Linked DNA regions of Mus musculus: region 1 is linked to region 2. The links are chromatin contacts, called in public promoter capture Hi-C maps. All regions are on one chromosome and are shown on one strand. Each heading gives the region's core, a stretch centred on a gene start, on an enhancer-like site or on the middle of the called end of the contact. The rest is flanking DNA. Distances are from core to core; before and after follow the strand shown. Region 1 overlaps Erp44 (endoplasmic reticulum protein 44). Region 2 holds the start of Nr4a3 (nuclear receptor subfamily 4, group A, member 3).

What was found. Promoter capture Hi-C pulls out the DNA fragments that hold promoters and counts their contacts.
Region 1: a contact with region 2 is called in a promoter capture Hi-C map of embryonic stem cells, with 3 times the contacts expected there. The contact joins the enhancer-like site here to the promoter of Nr4a3 in region 2. A contact is called at or near these places in 4 of 39 promoter capture datasets (embryonic stem cells, macrophages, pre-B cells and 1 more), 1 of 15 datasets of contacts at CTCF or cohesin (large pre-B cells), 1 of 484 Hi-C or Micro-C datasets (CD4 T cells), 4 of 115 datasets of contacts at active chromatin or transcription factors (the 230-238 cell line, embryonic forebrain, extraembryonic endoderm stem cells and 1 more) and 3 of 9 other capture datasets (adipose tissue, liver and macrophages).

What each region holds. Positions count from the first base shown.
Region 1 is chr4:48,224,776-48,228,382 of GRCm38.p6, reverse strand. All of the region lies in intron 4 of Erp44 (endoplasmic reticulum protein 44), which reads left to right. Among named protein-coding and RNA genes, the nearest start is that of Mir1958, 13 kb to the right of the region's middle. Within about 2 kb of position 1,397, at least 33 of the 459 cell types and tissues checked have an H3K27ac peak or open chromatin away from gene starts, as enhancers often do. A contact at or near this core is called in embryonic stem cells, where this site is marked.
Region 2 is chr4:48,043,380-48,046,779 of GRCm38.p6, reverse strand. Nr4a3 (nuclear receptor subfamily 4, group A, member 3) reads right to left here and starts at 1,475. Exons shown (of 8, transcript NM_015743.3): 1 at 1,064-1,475.

The DNA.
Region 1 (3,607 bases), core at 148-2,647, 180 kb before region 2:
ACTGCCTGATGTAAGATTTATTTTTAACTATGTCTCAGTTTTTGATACTCTTATAAATGGCTTTGGCTTTTAAATTTTAAAATTTTGCATTTTTTGTTAATATGTAGGGATTAAAATTAACACTTTTGTATTGCTTTGTGTTGAAATTTAATTCCAGCAGTTTTTATTTAGAATTTGCATAGCTTTCTAGTGAAAATAATTGTGCTCTATACAAATAAAGTCAGTTTTCCTTCCTGTGGTCAGTGTCTCCTTACCATATCCTGCACAGACAAGTTCATGTGCTCGTGCTTTGGGATTAACTCTGTGGAGTCAGAGGACCCGTTTCCTAGCAAGGTGTTTGCAGAATCAAGATGTCATCCTGACTCTGCACGACTCACTCTATTAGTCTCCTGTTAGGTATTCTGGGAGTCTGCTCTGGCCTGTCACTGTGCTTCACGCTGTCTGTCTTGTTCTGACTCAACTGCTTCACTCAGACGTCTCATCCAGAGTCATAGTGGTGTGTATTGGAGAGGCTCCTGTGAAAAGTTTCTAGCTAAATGAACTGGTGAGCCTGCTCATTGAGTGCTCATGTGGAGTTCAGCTTGTTCTTACATACATTGCCTCAGCTATGGTCACCACAGTCTTTTGAATTAGCTAGTGGTATTTACTCAACCAGAGCATAAGTGCCAATTCTCTGTAATGACATGTGACTGGTCCTAGAGATATAGCAAAATACACTTGTATGCTGTTTTAACTTCTCTGAAGGGGCAGTGTTAATTATGTGATGCATTATATTGATAAGCATAGCTTACTCTGATGGGGTAGGGAAGGAAGCCTCTCAGGATATGATATAAACTTGAAGGAAAAGTAGTACTTCCGCTGTAAGCTCAAGCTGTGTGGTGACAGGTAAGCGTGTGAGGAAGATCTCACTATGGTGTGGCAGGTATGCGTAAAGGTGACATCTCTCTGAGCTGAATCTTGCACAGTCCATTTGGGGAAATATTTGTAAATGCTATCTTCACTTTTCTAATCAGCCCACTTTAAGATTGATGATGAGGTGAGATTATAAAGTTGAGAAACAACAGAATTACAAGCCAAGCCAGTATAGAAATAAAATGCCATTTAAAAAAAATGAAGCATCACACGGGTATTTTAAAGACGTTCTTGGGAAGGCAGTGCACCTACTCATCTCTAAAAACAGGTGGGGAAGTCTTCTCTAGAAGACTGTTTGTTGGTTTATCTTGAAAATTCATTTCAGTGCATATTCCAGGAGCCACTCACTTGGTTTGCTGCTTGCTTTTCCGTGGAGCTCCTCTCCTACCCACTGGCAACTCAGGCAGCCTTCTGTTCTGCCTTTAACCTCACTTCCTTATGTACCCTTCTTAGTAAGGACATTGTGTGAAAGGTTCAGTTCCGTGCTGAGGACTTGGGAGGTGGAGTAGTTCCACCCAGTCGGCACTTGTGTTTCAGGAATGACCTGCACACACCCTTGTTTATCTCTGTCTGCTCTCCTCTGTGCAGCTGAAAGGGTTATTAGCACATGAGCTGGACTTCCATCAGGAAGCCCACCTACTGTTTCATTTTATTGCAACCCCAATGTAGAACTTATATTTCACTTTTAAGCTCCTAAAATTTTTCATTTGCTATACTCATTGTAGGAAATGAATGAACTATAAGGAAAATAGGGAGAGAAAAAGGAAAATGAAGGCATGACTACTAGAAAAGAAACAGAAATTGAACTCAGTCCCAACTGTCTCTGTCCCCGAGCCGACAGGAACAGGTAGTCTTACTGGTCCTACGGAAGAGCAGGATGTCAGGTCTTGTTTTTGCCATTATTCTGACAGTTTTCCTCCTCTTCTCTGTCTAAAGGACTTGGGAAACTACATCTCTAATCAGGATATATGCTGTTGTGTATTCCTTAGATGGGGTGGCAAGAATCACAGCTTCTTATACTATACCAAGGAACTCCACACTGAAACATGGTTTTGGTGTATATGCTATTTGTTGGGGGTTTTAAGGCTTTTCTAAGAGTTTGTCCTGTGTAGACAGGGGTAATATTGGAAGTAGTTACATTAGTTACAGTGGTAGCAATAAAATAGAAGGCCAGGTGTGGTGGCACTTATGCTCAGCCTCAGCATTTCGGAGGCAAAAGCAGATGAATCTCTGGGTTCAAGGCCAGCCATATAGTTTATTAGCCTACACTGGGGAGTCCAGGCTATGCATCCAGGCTAGGATACATAGTAAAATACTGTCTCGATAAATAAATCAGTAAAATGTGAGCCTTGTAAGACTATGGGCCTCACCTCTGTAGTGATCTTTACCAACTTTGGTATCTAGCAGGTAGACTTGTTCACTTGTGGTAATTGAATAGATGAATGGATTATTGAATGCCCACCAATAACTGGAGCATGACAGGTACACTGGTACTTTAAATTGGTTATCTCAGGTCTCTAACAGTACATGTGAGGAGTTTCTTCTGTACTTTTCCACATCTAACTTCATTGATTATAAGGAACTATTTTATCTCCACATGCAGAAAGTATTGTGTGTCTTACAAGGAAGGGAAATGCACTCAGGATCTCGTGTGACTCATGCCAGCTGAGTCAGCGTTTACATGTCTCCATGCAGTGATTGACTGCACACTTGCCTGTTTGACTGGCTGGAGAATTTGCTTTATTCTCAATTAAAACGTCATTGCTAGTTAAGTAGGTTTTATTCAAGGTCAGCAAGATAAAAACTAAAATATTAATAGTGGTTTTTCTGTAGAGACTAGGAATAGTTAATAATGGTGGCTGGATTACAAGTGATTAGTTTTCTTTATAGTTTTTTTCTAAAAGCATTTGTCAAATATGCATATTTTGTATCTCCACGTATATGTGTGTATGCACATGCTTCAAACATACTTTTGCCTGTACTGCAGAACATGAATCCATGCCATCTGCAGTCTCCTCATTTGAGAGTGTGGGAATAGAATTCACCATTCTGATGTTAGTGCTGCCTTTCCCTATGGAAGGTCCTGTCCGTCTGCCCCTGGTGGGACCAGGTTCTCTACTGACCTCCAGTGGCTACAGTCTGTATGGCATTAAGCAGGGACACTCAGTGTTTGTTGGTCAGTGCAGAATCATCTACCCTCCCATGAGCATTTTTTGGAATGCTCTCTGTCCTTGAATTAGACAATATGCTACCATATGCTCAAGTTACTCTTACCTGTCTGTCTTCCAGTGCTACTTGAACCTTCCTTATTTAAAATTAAGCTTTTATGAGACCTGTACATAAATCCTGCATAAAGAACGCAAAAAATATAATTAGCTCATGTGTGTAAGACAGAATTCTGTTGGTCCCGGTAAAAATAGTTGGAAAATAAACAACTATATAGAAAACCACCCAGCACTGCATTACTCGGGGAAAGTAAGCCTCAAGGTCACTTAATGTTTCTGTCTGGAGTTTTATTTGATGGTGTTTCTTGGGGAGGATGCTTGTTTTAGGGCACTATGGTTTGAGAATAGGAAGAGATACGGAAACAGCAGTTGTCCTTCTCCTGGGTTCTGCAGTGAGAACCTTCTGATGAAACCATATGCCTCCTTGGACTGACCTGGATAATAGTAGTGGGCCATAGCTGGGACAAGAG
Region 2 (3,400 bases), core at 226-2,725:
AGCAGCTCCAGAGCACTATTGACCACAGTCCCCGCGGCTCTTCCCTCGGGAGAAGCCGGGCACATAAACAAAAGGCCAGCTCCAAGAACGTTCTTGGAAATCAAGGGACCAATGCTCATGAGCTCCCGCATGACTGCCGGAAGCCTCCAACAGGTTCGAGAGGTGCCTTTGAAAGCCAGTCTCCGCCGGCTGCGCTCCGCTGCTCGGCTCCCCTTTTCACCATCGAGAACTTTCCTTTCTACTAAGAAGAAAACACTCGGAGCAACTTCTCCGAAAGCTCATTGAAAAGTAACACAAGCCTTTCCCACACCAGCCAAGGCCTGGAGAAGAGGGACCTGGTCCCCACGCGTGTCGGGGCGCGAGAGTCGGCAATTACACCCGATTACCTCCATGGGGAAAAGTGTAAACCAGCAAGTCGGCGACGCCAGGCAGACGTGCCTAGTGGAGCCCGGGGCTCATTTCAATACAATAAGCCGCATTCCTACAATTACACCCTCTTTGCTGAGCTCCTCCAGAGCCTCTGCAAACTCCGGCCGCTGCTGCCCAGGCACTGGCCCTCCTAAGCTTTCTCCCAGACAACCAGCTCCGTTTCACCATTAGACACATTAACTCGGACCCACCAGAGTCCCTATTTCCAATTCCACTTAAAAGGCAGGAAAATTACTGCCGTTCATCACCGGGGCTCCAACTCTGCCTCAGCGGCAGCCGCTGCCGCCGCCGCCGCCGCCGCCGAGAGCATCATTACCATGACAACTAGAGCCGAAATACCCTGAATTACGACGCTGGAGCAGCTACAGCACAAATCCAGGTCCTCCTCTTTGTTAGAGGCTTTTAGCCTCTTTGGGTGGGGAGAGGAATCTCACAAGCTTCAGAGTCCCTGAGGGCCAGCTACAAGGGAAAAGTTTCAGCTTGGAACCCACCGGTAGCTGGGCGAGAAAACCTGAAAGGGGAGGCGGCGGGAGGGGGCCACCCCATATTAAAAGTTGTCAATTTCAGGAGCGACACTTCCCAGCGCGCCAACTTTTAAGCAAGTCCCCACATTAACTGGGCATATCGTACGTACTTGGGTGCTGTGGCGGTTCCGTCTTTAGAGCGAGTTTCTAGAGAGCGACCCCGAAATCTGGATTGGGGGAGAGTCACAGCTGCTGTCCCGGAAGGGCTGCGGTGCACAAACCCAGCGGCTCCCAGAGGCGGTGAGCGGCTGGCGGGGGATGCTGCGATCCCAACTCATGGGAGAGCGCCGCCGAGAGGTTCCGCAGGCATCCAGTCTCCGGCTGCGACCAGGGGGTAGGATGTCGCCACGTTTCCCACCTCCACGGACACTGCGGGCTCTGTCAGCGTTGCAAAGTGAGCCCTGGAGGGGCGTCCGGCTGCGGCGCGGCGCGGCGCGACACTGGCGAGGGAGCCGGGTGAGAGGGGTGTGAGCGCGCGGGAGAGAGTGGAGTGTGTGTGCGGAGCGTGTGAGCGCGCGTGTGTCTGTCTGTGTGTGCAAGTGAAGGAGCGGGTGTGAGCGTGTCTGTGTATGGGGAGCGGAGGAGGAGCAGGCGCTGGAGGGGTGGGGGGCGGGAGGCAGGAGACTCGGCTCTCCCGGCTGCGCGTTCGCTCGCTCTCTCGGCACGTCATTTATGCCACAGGAGCCCTAGCAGCCTCTCCATAGAGTGCCTGGAATGCGAGACGTCAATGTGACGACATGGGACGCTACGTCACCCTCCTCCTCCCTCCCCTGGCCCAGCCGGTTCCGCGTGTGCGAGGGTGTGTGTGTGTGTGTGTGTGTGTGTGTGTGTGTGTGTGCGCGCGCGCGTGCGCGCGTCCTCCGGCCATTCTCACGGCCGCACAATGGAAACCACGGGGAGCTGCGGACCCCAGCCCTGAGGCTTCTCAGATTCGCGCGGCCAACCCCTCTGCACGGGAGCCGCTTGCCAGGGCGCCGGTCTACCAGAGGGTGCCGCAGCCCGCCCGCGGGTCAGGCGGGACCGCCCAGCTGTCAGGCTCCGGGTGGAGCAGAGTTGGAGGAGTGCTGCTGGCTCGCCTCCGAGGCTGCCCCGAGGCATCTAGCCAGGTCCAGGGGGTAAGAGAGAGGACAGCTCTTCCGAAAGGGAAGGCTACGCCAGCCAGCTTCTCCGAGTGACCTGGCAGTCGCAGCTGAAGGAGTCTGGCACCAGGCCGAAGACTCCCAGAGGTGCAGCTGTGCTTCCCTCATGCAATGGTTCTAAGGCTGTTTACGTCCCTCTGGCCCTCTGCGCCTAGGCTAATTTGCCTCTTCCTCCTGTCATGCTGTTAGTGTTTCACCCTAGGATGCAGACAGTTCCAGGGACAAGATTTTATTTCTTTTTACTTATGGTGTGAGGTTCTTGACTGGACGCTTTATAATCCAAAGAAGTGCACATCCAGCCACGCGCGCGCTGCACGAGAAACTATATATAAAACAAACACACCACACGTGTTGAACAGCTGAGTGAGTCTGACTGTTCCTCTACTCCCCAGCACCGGGTCAGACATGGAACTCAACTCGCATTTGAGGGTTGTAGATGCCTCCCCTTCCACCTCTCAAATGAAATATTCAAAATCAGTCAACAGGATTCATTAGGTTGTCTCTAGGGGATCTTAACTATGGTCTCCTGGGGCGGGGGGCGGGGGGGGGGAGGTACATTTGTCTTCCAAGTATGTAGAAAGTCTGGGCGACTGTATAAGGGACAGCGATTTTTTCCTGGAAAAAAATTTAGGGTGTCACTTTCTTGCTGAGAACAAAACAAAACAAATAACAAAAACAAAACAAAACAAAACAAAACATGTTTGAGTTAAGAACTCTTAGTTCCAAAGGTTGCTGCTAACTGAAAGTAACCTCTTTCAGAAAAAAAAATTTTTTTTTACGAAGACGTTAGAATGAAACAACACAGACAGACGCGGTCTCCAGTGGTCTGCTAGAATCTCAAGTGGCATTTTCTTTTGATCTGCCCCAACAATTGAGCGTGTGGGTGGCAAAGTTGGGGGAATAGGATCCCCTAGTCATAGCACATGCTTCAGAATCTAAGAAGGTTCGAACTAGGACCAGAAACTCGAAAAACAAAACAACACATGCATAGTGTGTCTCTCTGTCTACGCCTCCACTTTCACTTTAGCCGGCTGGTGTGCTTAAGACCGTGAGCGGACGCTCCGAAAGTTGTCCCAGTCCAGAGGAACCGAGCCCCCTGGCTGCGGGTGCGTTCCCATCCTAGCCCAGAAGGAAGGAGGGCGCTCCTACATTGAATCCATTCAAAGGCTGGGGGTTGGGGGAGCAGGACCTGGAGCCGCGCGGCGCTGACGCACGCGAGGCGCGTGATTGACGCAGGCGATGTTTCTAAATTGGGCGGTTGGCCGGGCCCAGGCGGCGGCGCGCGCGGCAGATAGCGGAGTAGATTCC